3 separate regions of the Mus musculus genome follow, and all the other regions are linked to region 3. A link is a contact called in public Hi-C data. All regions are on one chromosome and are shown on one strand. The core of a region is the stretch at or near the end of the contact, and the rest is flanking DNA. Distances in the headings are between cores, read along the strand shown. Region 1 overlaps Gm36340 (a long non-coding RNA gene). Region 2 overlaps Gm38991 (a long non-coding RNA gene). Region 3 has its middle 20 kb from the start of Gm36234.

Region 1 (4,376 bases), core at 569-3,068, 260 kb after region 3:
TCTGAAATTCCAGGGCACAAAAGAATCCAAATAATATTATTAAATTTCTTGTTGAAGCAGGAAGTCCCATGGGATGCCTGGCTCAGTTCCCTACATAAAAAAACAAATCTGCTGAACGAGACTTGTTGCTTGAACAAACCATATTCCCTTCTCTCTCTCTCTCTCTCTCTCTCTCTCTCTCTCTCTCTCATTTCTCCTGAGGAGACAAGCAACTCTCTGAAGGACTATTAAGTTGCAAATATACCAGAGCCAAAAATAGAAGATGGAGCCTCATAAACATTTTGCATATTTTGGTGTAATTTGTTGAAAATAGTACAAAATATGCCCACACTTGGCATCTAGAATACAAATATTAGGAATCCAGTCCCCTGATACATTATGGTTTCAGCATTATAGGTTGGTCTCTTTCAATAGCATGTGTGTGACTCTGTAGCTTATGGGAGTGTGAATAATATCAGTGACTTGTTTGAACAGTATATTAGGGAGACGCGTGTCACCAAGCGACATTAGCTTCTTTGAGGCTCCAAGGGATAAAAGCTTGGAGTGGAACTCAGGGGGGAAAAAAACAAAACAGATCCATATATTTTTAACAACACAGATGCAATTTGCTTTTCTGGGCTGGTTCCTTAAAATGAAAACCAGGAGGGGGAAATCAAAGGCTGTGGGGCGCGTGGGCTTTCCTCATTCAGAACATGGAGGTGAAGTGGCCAGTCTAAGAGAACAGGTTTTCAGGTTCTAAGGGAACGGAGGCAGGCCCTCTCCCACCCTGCCCTTCTTCAAGCTTCACTGATTTCATAGCTGTCTGTAAATCTGTCTCCCATCTCCTCTGACAGGTGAGCCCCTGCTCTCCGTGTCCCCCTCAACTGCTCCAAGGGGTTCCCCCCAGTACACCTGCCACCCACCTCACAGGTGAGCCGTTCCGCTTCCAAACGATGACTGGTAAGAAAAACAAAATGTCTTTCTTGGTTATAAATTTAACTCTCCTATGATTAGTTTGAGCAATTAGGACACCCCTGGGGTTCAGCCTGTGCCGAGGCTCACACTGGAAGTCTGATTAGCTCAGGTCTCTGGATGCTTGTTCCTGGTAGCAAACGCCTGGCACATAGCGTATTGATTTTCATTTAGATATCTTAATGTTTCCAGACAATCCCGGCAGATGTGGGCTGAACTCAGATCTCCGGGAGCGCCGGGGCTGCAATCTGCAAACATTTTTCTTGCCACTTTGTTTCATTTTTCCTCAACTTAACTGATTTGGAATCCGGAGATATAAATGAAAAATGCCGAGTCGGTCCATCAATCACAGCATACACAAACATCGCCACTGCCCTTTCCTAACATCCTATTACCACGGGGTAGTTGGCTAGTCAAACAGGAATAAAAATTACACCGCAAACATCATAAGTTAGGCTTGATTTGTTGAGCAAGTGGCCTGACAATTCGGTAAGAGTTATACACCTCAGCTTCGTTGAAAATCAGGCTTGTTATGGCTCTGGTATGTCTATAAAGATTGTTCATTTCATATAAAACAGCTACCTGTACTGAACGCCCTGAAAGGAAGAATGATGCCGGCTATAAATACAGAGGGAAATCTATTTGTCTGCCCCTTCACGCTGTTAGCCAGTCACATGCCGAGGCCCTTTGGTGATTCTGCGGCAGCAGAGGGAGTTCTCTGCGGCCACCTTCCCCTTTGCCAGGCTGGCCCGGATGGAAGCGCATCATCTCTCTTTGTCATATGAGATAAAGCATTGAAGTGTGACCACTGCCACCGCCTTGCTCCCTGCCCACCAGGGGGACGCTAATGATACTGAAAAAGTAGACGACGTTGCGTTCAGAGCAGAAGGCACAGCAAAGGCTGTCTGTCGGCCGGCTGGGCCGGATAACAGTTAACGTCAGCAAAGATAAATAGAAATTATTACAATGGCTTTGGAAGGGATTTTTTATAGGGCAGGGTTGTGTTCGTTTAAAGATACATTATTGGACTGTTATATCTGATTTCAAGCTGCTGGGTAATTAAAATGATTAACATGCCTTACTCATAGAGTTCAATTCATTAAAGTTTTAAGCACCCTTTGTGCTCAGAAGGGAAGGAGAGAACATCCACGTTGACTCATGCCGGGAGCCACTCATGCGGCCCTCTGGTTATTTTCTCTGATCTCTGGAGCCGTAGTGTCTCTTTCTAAGCAGTGGGGTGTGTTGGATAGAATGTGCGGGCCTTAAATACTCATCCTAGAGGTTCCCTTTTTGGAGGAGGAGGAGGAAGCAGAAGATGAGGAAGAAGAGGAAGAGGAAGAAGAGGAGGCAGAGGAAGAAGAGGAGAAAGAGGAGGAGGAAGAAGAGGAGGAAGAGGAGGAGGAGGAGGAGGAGGAAGAATTAAGAAACCCAGCAAAGCCTGTGGAGGAAGCTAGCCAGGTGGTTCTCACATGCAGCAACTGGTACCAGCTGCTGGTTCCCAGGGTCTTGGTAGGTGGTGGTTAGGGCTCCGTATCTGTGACTGGAATTTATCCCCAGCCTGCAGGCACACAGTCCAGCAGACACCTGCAGGTTGCCTAGATGCCACAACATGCCATAAAACGTGTTTCCCATTGTTTGTTACCCTGATTTTAATGCACTAAAAATATATTGTTTCATGTTTTAAATTTTGTACATATGTTTTAGTGTGTGTGTGTGTGTGTGTGTGTGTGTGTGTGTGTGTGCTATGTGCACACGTGAGGGGTACACCCATGTGTGGGTGTGTAGAAGCCACGTGTCTCCTTGCCACTCCACTTGATTTTCTGAGACAGCATCCCTCACTGAACATAGAGCTCACCTACGGACTATCCCGATTGGCCAGAGAGACCCTGGGAACCTCTCTCCCTGCCTCCCTGTGCTGAGGTGGTGGATGTGCGCATCCGGCTTGGTGCACAGGTGCTAGGCCCTGAACTCCTGTCTTCACATCACTCAGCAGACATTTTAGTCAGGGACTAAGCCATCTCTTTAGCAAACTCCCTTGTGAGTTGGGTGTGGTGATGCCTTCCTGTAATCCAATGCTGAGGGTTCAAGGTCAGCCAGGGCTATGTAGCAAACCCTGTCTCAAATAAGCAAGATAGCAAACAAAGAAACTCACATCCCAAAATAAGCAAACAACAACAAAAGAAACTAACAATAGCAATGACAATAATACAGCCAGGCAGAGACAGGTTGGTCCATAAATGGGACATTTTATTTTATTTATTGGTGTCTGTTGTGTTTTGCATATGCTTGGCCCAGGGAATAGGATGTGTGGCCTTGTTAGAGTAGGTGTGTCATTGTGGGTGTGGCCTTAAGACCCTTGTCCTAGCTGCTTGGAAACCAGTCTTCTGTTTGCCATTAGATGAAGATATAGAACTCTCATCTCCCCTTGTACCATGCCTGCCTGGATCCTGCCATGCTTCTTCCTTGATGATAATGGACTGAACCTCTGACCCTGTAAGGCAGCCCCAAGTAAATGTTGTCCTTATAAGAGTTGCCTTGGTCATGGTGTCTGTTCACAGCAGTAAAACCCTAACTAAGACAATGTCTAACTTTTATTATATATTCATAATATTGTATTATATCAGGGCATTTTCCTTTTAAATTTTTTTGAAAAGATTTATTCACTTTATTTTATGTGTATTTATTTTATTTATGTATGCCTGCTTATATGTATGTGTATCCATGCATGCTTGATACCAACAGACAGTGGTTCTCAACCTTCCCAATGCTGTGACCCTTTACAGCATGTTCCTCATGTTATGGTGAACCCCCCCAACCATAAAATTATCTTCATTGCTATTTCATAACTTCATAATCTTGCTACTGTCATAAATATCTGATATGCAGCTCCAAGAGTGGCTGCGACCCACATGTTGAGAACCCCTGCCTATAGATGTCAGAAGAAGGCACCAGATCCCCTGGAACCACATTATGGTCGATTGTGAGCCATCATGTGGGTAATGGGAATTGAACCCAGGTCCCCTGGAAGAGCACCCGGTGCTCACTGAGTCCTCTCTGCCACCCCACACAAGGTTATTTTCAACAATACCATATATGTTGAGCATATATAAATGTTGAAGATAGTTTTCTCATAACCTGTGACCTCCGTTTTTCTCTCCACCCCCATCAGTCCCCTTTCTTAGCCCAGATGGTTTCACTGCTGATTGTGTGTTCTGTATACATAGGATTTCATGCATTTATACAAAACTAGGGCACACAAATAACAGAAAATATGATATTTGTCTTTCTGGATCAGGCTTAAATTCACTTGCTAGTATTCTCTCTAGTCACAAGTTTTCCTGCAACTGACACCACCTCCTTCTCGTTCATGCCTGAAGATAGTTCCCTTTTGTGTACATAGCACATTCTCTTCACCCATTCCTCTG
Region 2 (4,031 bases), core at 242-2,741, 190 kb after region 3:
ATCAGTGAAGACTGACTTCATAAGAAGGTGCTGGGTGACTCAAGCAAGAGAGGTAGAGAGGAGAGTTTTGCTTGTTGTTTGAGGGAGGGAGTCAGTGAGCCTTCCTGCAGGGGGATGCTCCAGTTAGTGAAGCCAAAGGCATAAACTTCTTGCCCAGATCATGGTTACTGAGACTCACAAGGCTATTGGGATATGTTGGAGGAAAATAGCTCTGTGCCCAAGGATGGATGCTGCTTTGGTAAACTACACCAAGAGGATGGTAGGTCATAGGACATGCTATGTAGATTTTCTGGACACCCCTTGACCAATATCTATTTGCTAATAATACTCTTACAGAGTGAATCCAAGGGCCAAGAAAGAGCATGTGCGTGTGGTGGTATGAAAGGGAATATGGACAGTGTTGGGCATGGCCTCGCTGCTTTGGTTTTGGTTGTCTGAGACCCTAACCTTTGCTCCAGATGATAAATTTGGTTTTGTAAATTGATAAGATGTGGGGAATTTATCAGCCTTTCCCAGTGGGTTGGAGGACATCATGAAACAAGTACGTCTTCTATCAAATGCTCTGTTTTCACAGCTCAGAAAGTTTAGGGGACTGATCTTGGGGTCAATCAAGGTGAGCAGAGCTTTTTCAGCTCTCAGACCCCCGGCTCACACCCCGGAGCTTGTGCATGTATATATCCCTACATCTGTGATGCCCATCCACATCTCTAGGATGTCCAATCTCAGTTCTGGGACAGCCAGACAAGGAGGAGGGAAATGGAATGTTAGTTGAAATGTATAAATTGCTTGTCTGCTGGATAAGAAGGCCAAGGCAGGAGGCTTGCCTGGGTTAGACAGAGAGTTCAAGGCCAGCCTGGGCTCCATAGCAAGACTGTATCTCAAAATCAAAGAAAAGGAAGAAGGAGGAGGGGCAAGAGATGGCAGTGGAGGAAGGAAGGAAAGAAGAAAGAGCCAAACCTTAGAACCCAAGGGATTCATCTGTTCGTGTGGGTCCCATCTCTGCCCTGCACAAAGATGCCCTATACACACTGATCACATGGTACACATGGGTGCACACACAGCTGCTGCATTCAGAGAACAAGCTCATCAGGTGAAATCAGGACCAAGATGGAGATGAGAAGGGCCCACTGTTTCTCCAGTCCCACCAAGCCCAGGTTGCATTTCCCACTCCCTGTTTTGTGGCAGGAACAGGCTTCTCGGTAGAGGAATGCAACTGTGCCTGCCCTTGTTTGCCTGGCGTCCTGTTTGTTCCCAGCACAGAACAATGACCCCTTGTAAGGCAGGGCTTCTCAGCCTCACCGAGGGTTACTGAGCAGCTCCGATTTCTCCCCTGATTATCTTGAAGCCTGTCAAGCTGCAAGTTCTCCCGCCCTTCTCTGCTCTTTCTTCCTAATAGACATGAAACAGTGCAGTCAATAATATTTTACTCGTCTTCCCACTGCGTGTCTCCTCTTCTGATCAGTTTAGGCGGCTTTGACTGCAGAAAGTCAGAAGGGAGGTTACGATCTGAAAAGTTCAGCCAAATGTTATCAGCCTCCGAGATGTTGCTAAGGGAAAGGCCCCCCAGCCCTTGGCGACCGGAGCCAATAATAGCTGCGATTCACTGATAGTATCAACGCCTGTCAAAGATCCAGGCGTTTGCGGTTCGTCTGTAAACGCAAACACCTGTATCCAGTCAAGCTATGATGGTTATCGTCTTATTCCCTGTCATGTCGATGGTTCCTTGAAGGGGCTGCCAGGATGTGCTAAGCTGTGAGTTGATTTATAAAGTGAAGGGTCTCTCAGAAACTTTGGCATGGATAGGGAAATTGACAAAGGCGAGCTTCTCTTTGGTGGGGTGACGTGGCATTTTGACAACAGTGAAACCCAGTTGTTTTTCTTTCTTTCTTTTTTTTAACTGTATTTTTGAACCCATGGCACCTGAGGGACCAAATCATGGGAAGTGGGGTGGAAGGGGAGTTCGGGCATGCTTTGAAAGCCCTCCTTCACGTGACCCCCAGTTCCCCACCTCTAGGAAGGACACTTAGTGCTTGTTTGAGACTGATGTGTGTGATGAATTAGATCAAAGAGACTAACGAATAGTGTCCGCAGAGCTTTTCAGAAGACAGTATATACATAGCTGGGATAGTTTTGAGACTGAACAGGCAAAGCTCACACTGCTAAGTAAACCTAAAGTGTAAGGAGGCCGTTGATGACCTACCCAGCTGTGGCGAGCAGTGTTTTCCTAGTGAAAGGCTCCCGGGCTTCCATGTTTGCGTGGTCAGCCATAGCTGCCTGAATGGAAAGACAGGAAGGAAGACACAGTGTTCATGGGTCCATCCTCCGCTCATCCTTAAGGTTGTCCTCATGAGACAAGTGCTTATCCAAGAGAAGTTTGTGTCTCCCCTGGAGATCTCTGTGGGCTCATGTAAAATGTGTCCCAGATTCTCTGCTCCGTAGCATATGGTTAGACCGCACCGTCTGCTTGTCCCACGGCCATGTGCTTGGTATCATACATTTGACACCATCTTGCCCATCCCTTGAATAATATTCAGCTTAAAGAAGGATAGGGACAATCTGAAAGGCCCCAGACACTGGGTCTTCAACAAATGCTGTAGGTGAGTAGCTGAGGATAAATCCTCTGGAATGAACAAGCGCGGCTCTGCAATGAACTTGAACCACACCTTTCTAGGGCCTCCTTGACCCATGAGACCAAGGAAGAGGTGATTGTTGTGGTGGCACACACCTGTGATTCCAATACCAGGGGAGGGAGGAGGTTGAGGCAGAAGGGTGGAGAGTTTCAGGATAGCCTGGGGTATAGCGTGAGTCCTTATTTCAAAACAGAATTAAATGAAAAGAGGAAAATGCAGTATGAGGACCCTAAGGACAGTGATGAGAGGAGATGATGAACCAGGTTAAAATAGACATTAACCCCGCACAGTGATACAGAACTGCTTAGCTACATGCCTGGTCCATAGGAAGTGCTCAGTGTTAGCCACTTGTCTCTCTCATTTTACTGATGGTTATTATTCATATGGCTGCCCAAACCTTGCAGGTTTAAAAAGTCAAATTTAGACCAGAAATGAGTTTTAAGAAAATCATTTAAGCTACTATCACCTTAAAGCATAAAACATTTCCAGTGATTTAACTGAGACCCTTCTAGCACAGTTCACACACATAATGCCCTGTGGAAGATTAGAATAGTGCCTTGGAAAGCCCAGGGGTGGATGAGTGAAGCTATGGGACTTCATCACATTCAGCGTATTTAAAAAGGTCCTGGTCCTGATGCTCTTCAGAACTCTTAAGCCTGAAAAAGAAACCTCCTACAATATTGTTTTTGGTCTGCCAAGAGTATTTCAAGATGTAATGATCTGATTCTATACTATTTGTTGGTCCCGTATTTTCATGGTGGTCTGAATGAGAAATGTCCTCCATAGACTCATGCACTTGAAAACTTGGATCACACTTGGTGACACTGTTTTGTGGGAAACTTTGGTGGAAGGGGGAGCCCTGCTGGCGGAAGTGTGCCACTGGGAGTGGGCTTTGAAGGTTGATAGTCTTGCCCGACTTCCTGCTCTCTCTGTGCTTATGTGTGGGGATGCATCCTGCTCCTGCAGCCATGCCATGCTCCCCCATCCTCAAAGACTCTTTCTGTCTTAAGTTGCTTTTGGAAATGGTATTGACCACAGCAACAGAAAAGTAACTAATACAACATTTTAGCTAAAAGGACCACAGGCTGGAGAGATGACATATGCATGGGCTGCAAAGACTGTACATGCATGGACTGTGGAGATTACACACACACGGACTGCAGAGATTACACATGCATGAACTGCAGAGATTACGCACACATGGTGTTTGCAGAGGAGCCAATTTCTCAGCACCTCAGTTGGGCAGCTCACAATTGTCTACAACTCTAGCTCTTGGGAATCTTATGTTCTGACTTTTCTTGCATGTACATGCCTGCGTGAACGCATAGGGGTGCATGGCCATACACACACACACACACACACACACTCGTGCTTAAAAAATAAAAATAAATAAATAAACGG
Region 3 (4,046 bases), core at 9-2,508:
TGGACCTTGGTATAAATGTGGCAAAATGTCAAGAAAGCTTGAACTGGATTTTTGCCTGGGGTTGATATTAAAGTTGAAAGGATGGATGGGAGGGCATTAGCATGCCAGCAATACACATTTCATTTCATTCAGTAATTCTGCCTTTAAGTTTTTAAGTCATATGAAGAAGGGTTTCTGAATAAAAGGTTTTAGCCTCCGTATCAGCTGCAGGGACGTAAACAATTGAAGAGGGGGAATGAACTTGGTACACCTACAACTTAAAACACCCCACCAGCCCCGTGGCTTATCCTGGTAGGATGCTTGCCGGCCAAACCTGACAACCTGAGTTTGATCCCTGGGAACCACAGTGTGGAAGGAGAAAACTGACTCCCACAGATTATCCTCTGACCTCCATACCTACATCCTCTTCCCATCGTACACACACACACACACACACACACACACACACACACTCACACACACACACACACACACACACACACACACACACACACACACACACACACACACACACATACACACACGCACAGTGCATTGCCACTAGCAATAGTAATACTAGTGAAATTAAAATTGAAAATATTATGCAGCCCTTAAAAAGGTATTTTCCAGCTGTTTACAGAATTTACTTTAATTTGAACACTAGGTCAAACATCAGGTCTTCAGACAAAAAGCCTTGCTCTTTTCCTATGCCCATTTACCTCATCAAAACTGAAGCCAAACAGACTGAAATGTTAGTAAGTTGTCTTCATGAGAGAGGTGATTAGGGATGGTGGCTAGTTTTAAATTTGAGGGTTTTTTTTTTTGCCTTGCTTTATAGTTTTTCTGTCATTTGCATGTGTCATGTGTTGGATGTCCTGTGTGATGCAGGATGGCAGCCCTCAACCTCTGCGGAAGGAGCTCACAGCAGGTGCCTACAGCCTGGGGAGGGCTGTGGAGTCCGGGTGGCGGCAGCGGATGCAGTTTCTCACATGGCCGGAGGGTGGCAGTGTCCGCTCGCAGACTCCGGGCTGGCGGCTTTGATGACCTTTGTCAGCCGGCGCAGCCTCTCGTTTATCACCGATCACAGAGTGGAATGAACATATTTACTTGTGTTTTGCTTTCCACTTATAATATCTAGTGGCATGGGAGGGAAATGAAAACAATTGTTCATAGGGGAAATTTATGAGCTTCATCTGGCTGCATGATTCCCGCAGTTGCCCCAGCGCCGCCCAGAGAGTGGAGATGGCTCCTTATATCCCCAGAGGTCCTCATAGGGCCTTGCAATACTTGCCTCTGGCCAGCAGACTTTCCCACACTCTTCGCCTCCCTTTGAATTTGCAAGGAGAAGGAGCTTTACATGTCATCTTTTGGGGGTGGCACGGTAGTCCAAGCTGCAGGCTGAGTCCCACCTGAAGTCTGGGCTAGCCTTTATCTCTTGACAATCCCCCTAATTGCTTCTTCGGATGAGCTGCTGCTGGGGCAGGGCTCTGGGGACCCTTTGGAGCCTTAGAGAGCTCTCCAAGATCTGGATGGGGTGGGAGGGGCCCCTCCCTCTGAGGTTCTAGGAAAAGGGCAGCTCTGGGCTTAGTGTCCATGTGTGCTTTTTGTGTGGAAGAGTGGGAAACAAGGTGGGTAAGTCTACTCTTCCAGCCTGTCCCCGAATAGTGCCCCAGGCAGAGAGACAGGATTGCTCTCCCATGGAAGGCAGATAAGGAGGTGTCTTATTTTCAGGGGCTTTGGGCCCCAGGTTCACAGAACTTGGTGCTGAGAACCTGGAACCAGCTCTGTCTGAGGTCCAGATCTAGGCAAGAAGTTCTCCGAGAGCGACTCGTCTGTTCCTGCTGAGGCCACGCCCCTGACTCCAGCTTTCAAGGTCTCTGCAAAGAGGAGCCAGCCTCATGTTCCTTAACACCAGAGTGTGGAAAGGTGAGATGTGAAAACACAGAAGCAGCTATGGAACGCACGGCGGGGAGCCAGTACCTGTGTTGCTCCACAAGGCATTCTGGCTGCGCATGCGCTGGGGGGATGACAGCTATAAGTTGTCGAAGATCTGCAGCAGACCACCATAGGTTCACTATTCTGTTCTATCCTTTTCCTACTCTACAGGCCCACATTTCCATGCCATCTCCTCTTTCTTTTTTCCTCTTCTCTTTCCTTCTCCCTGCCCCTCTAACCCTACCCCCTTTCCTCTTTAATTTCTTACAGGTCCCTTCTTCTTTCCCTCCTCCCTTTCTCAGACCTGAGGTGAGTCTTTGTATTCCTGTGCTTGCTCGCCTGTGACCCACGCACACAGGCTCTTGCTCGCCCTCAGCATTGTTCCTGTCTGAGGCTGCCTCCTTCAGTTCCGTGGGTCTGCAAGGGTGTGACTTGACATGGGTGGGAGCTGATGTGAGATGCATCGGGCATCTTGGAGGTAGTGCCCCTCCCACGAGGACACCTACAGGTGAGCCTTTGGGGCCATCGGGCCAGCAGGTGTGCTGTGCACGGAGCATCAGGAAAGGCTCTGATGTAGGCCCAGTGCCCTGAATTTCCTGTCTTGGGACTCCTGGAACGAGGAGACTGAATCCATCCAGAACAGATCTTTGTCCAGTGAGCACTTCAATGGCAGAAACAAGAGAAACGGGTCCGCAGACCCCTGCATAGCTGTAGCGACACTAGTACTTGCCCAGGACGGTGGTTTGGCTGATCAGTGTTTCCAGCCCCCGGGACCCTCCCTCGGCTCATTATAATCCACCATATTTCCCAGTCAGTCTTATAATCGAATTACTCAAAATTGCACAGCTTTATTGCACAATGCTAAACTTCAAGACAAACAAATGCTCAGGTAATGAACAATTATTTATGACAAATTATTACCTTTACTCATAAGACTAGTGGTTTCTATTAAGCTTAGGAATGGTGCCAGGCCCTCCTCCCAGCCAGCCTCTCCTGCCTGCCCCTCCCAGCCAGCCCCTTCCTTCCAACCCCTCTCTGCCAGGGCGCTCAAGGAGCTGAGGGCGCTCTGGAGGGTGCTGCGTTTGTGCACACACCCGAAGTTGTTCCTGCGGGTGTGGATGAGGACAGGTAGTCCACTCTTCCCTAGAGTCGTGGCTATACCCCTGTCTCAGCTTCGGCCGGGCACTTCCTGTGGGGCTTCCGGTTTTCTTATCTCTTTTGCATACACCAAGACGGAGGCTCAAGCTCAGGGAAAACGGCTTCGCTTATCCATTTGTATTTAAGTTTTAGTGTTTTTCTCTTCTTTGAAACTAAACTCAACTTTAAAAATTATTTATGGACTCAATAACATATGTTTAGATTATTGAACCCCCCTTTTTCCTGGTTCTCAGGAGCAGAACCATCTCTCAGCTAATTATAACATACAGTATTTTCCCAGTAGTCCTACAATCAAATTATTCAAAATTGCATTTCTTTATTGCATATTGCTAAAACCCAAGACAAGCAAACATCAAGATAATAAACAATTATTTATTACAAATTATTACCTAATATATAAGATTAACAGCTTGTAACTATTAAGGTTAATACATGTGGTATTTATTATACTTATTTTGGAGCAAATATCTTTGTATAAAACATATGTTTATGTATTGCAATTAATGAGAAAAAGTGTAAGATTAACAATTTATGTTAGGTTTTGTTTTTAGATTTATGCGCACTGTAAAACTTATTTATTGCACTTATTAAAAGTATTTAATGATGGACTTTTAGATCCCGTCTTTTAATGCGCAAATATAAACTAAGGGAGTATTAAATTACAGAATGGAAAATTATAACTAAAGTCAAAGAATCTAACTATTTTCTGCTATAAATCTGCCTTAAAAAGATTATCAGTAGAATTACGGAATCTTTAAATAGTGGCCTTTATAGTACATAATGAGTTTCAGTGAGCTAGCCTCTGAAAGGCTTTTTTTTTTTTCCTCCATCATTAAAACTAAACTCAACATCTTACTCTTAAACATAAATGTAGCTAGAAGCATAAACACTGAGTCGTTTCATTTTATGATCCAAAGTCACATCGGAGGGAAGAGGAAGGAGTAGGGCGAGTTCAGAACAGCTGGAGGGACAGG

The links. A called contact is a pair of places that touch in the nucleus more often than the background predicts.
Region 1: a Hi-C map of uterus shows a contact between it and region 3, with 9 times the contacts expected there. The contact joins two enhancer-like sites. A contact is called at or near these places in 11 of 484 Hi-C or Micro-C datasets (embryonic stem cells, nephron progenitors, stem cell-derived neural progenitor cells and 1 more) and 1 of 9 other capture datasets (embryonic stem cells).
Region 2: a contact with region 3 is called in a Hi-C map of uterus, with 9 times the contacts expected there. The contact joins two enhancer-like sites. A contact is called at or near these places in 4 of 484 Hi-C or Micro-C datasets (liver, trophoblast stem cells and uterus).

Annotation. Positions count from the first base shown.
Region 1 is chr7:36,155,708-36,160,083 of GRCm38.p6, forward strand. Gm36340 (a long non-coding RNA gene) reads left to right here. Exons shown (of 3, transcript XR_881971.2): 2 at 834-939; 3 at 1,530-2,306. Among named protein-coding and RNA genes, the nearest start is that of Gm36340, 4.1 kb to the left of the region's middle. Within about 2 kb of position 1,819, at least 8 of the 459 cell types and tissues checked have an H3K27ac peak or open chromatin away from gene starts, as enhancers often do. A contact at or near this core is called in uterus, where this site is marked.
Region 2 is chr7:36,089,205-36,093,235 of GRCm38.p6, forward strand. The region is part of intron 4 of Gm38991 (a long non-coding RNA gene); the gene reads left to right. Among named protein-coding and RNA genes, the nearest start is that of Gm38991, 15 kb to the left of the region's middle. Within about 2 kb of position 1,492, at least 18 of the 459 cell types and tissues checked have an H3K27ac peak or open chromatin away from gene starts, as enhancers often do. A contact at or near this core is called in uterus, where this site is marked.
Region 3 is chr7:35,901,068-35,905,113 of GRCm38.p6, forward strand. No RefSeq gene overlaps it. Among named protein-coding and RNA genes, the nearest start is that of Gm36234, 20 kb to the right of the region's middle. Within about 2 kb of position 1,259, at least 22 of the 459 cell types and tissues checked have an H3K27ac peak or open chromatin away from gene starts, as enhancers often do. A contact at or near this core is called in uterus, where this site is marked.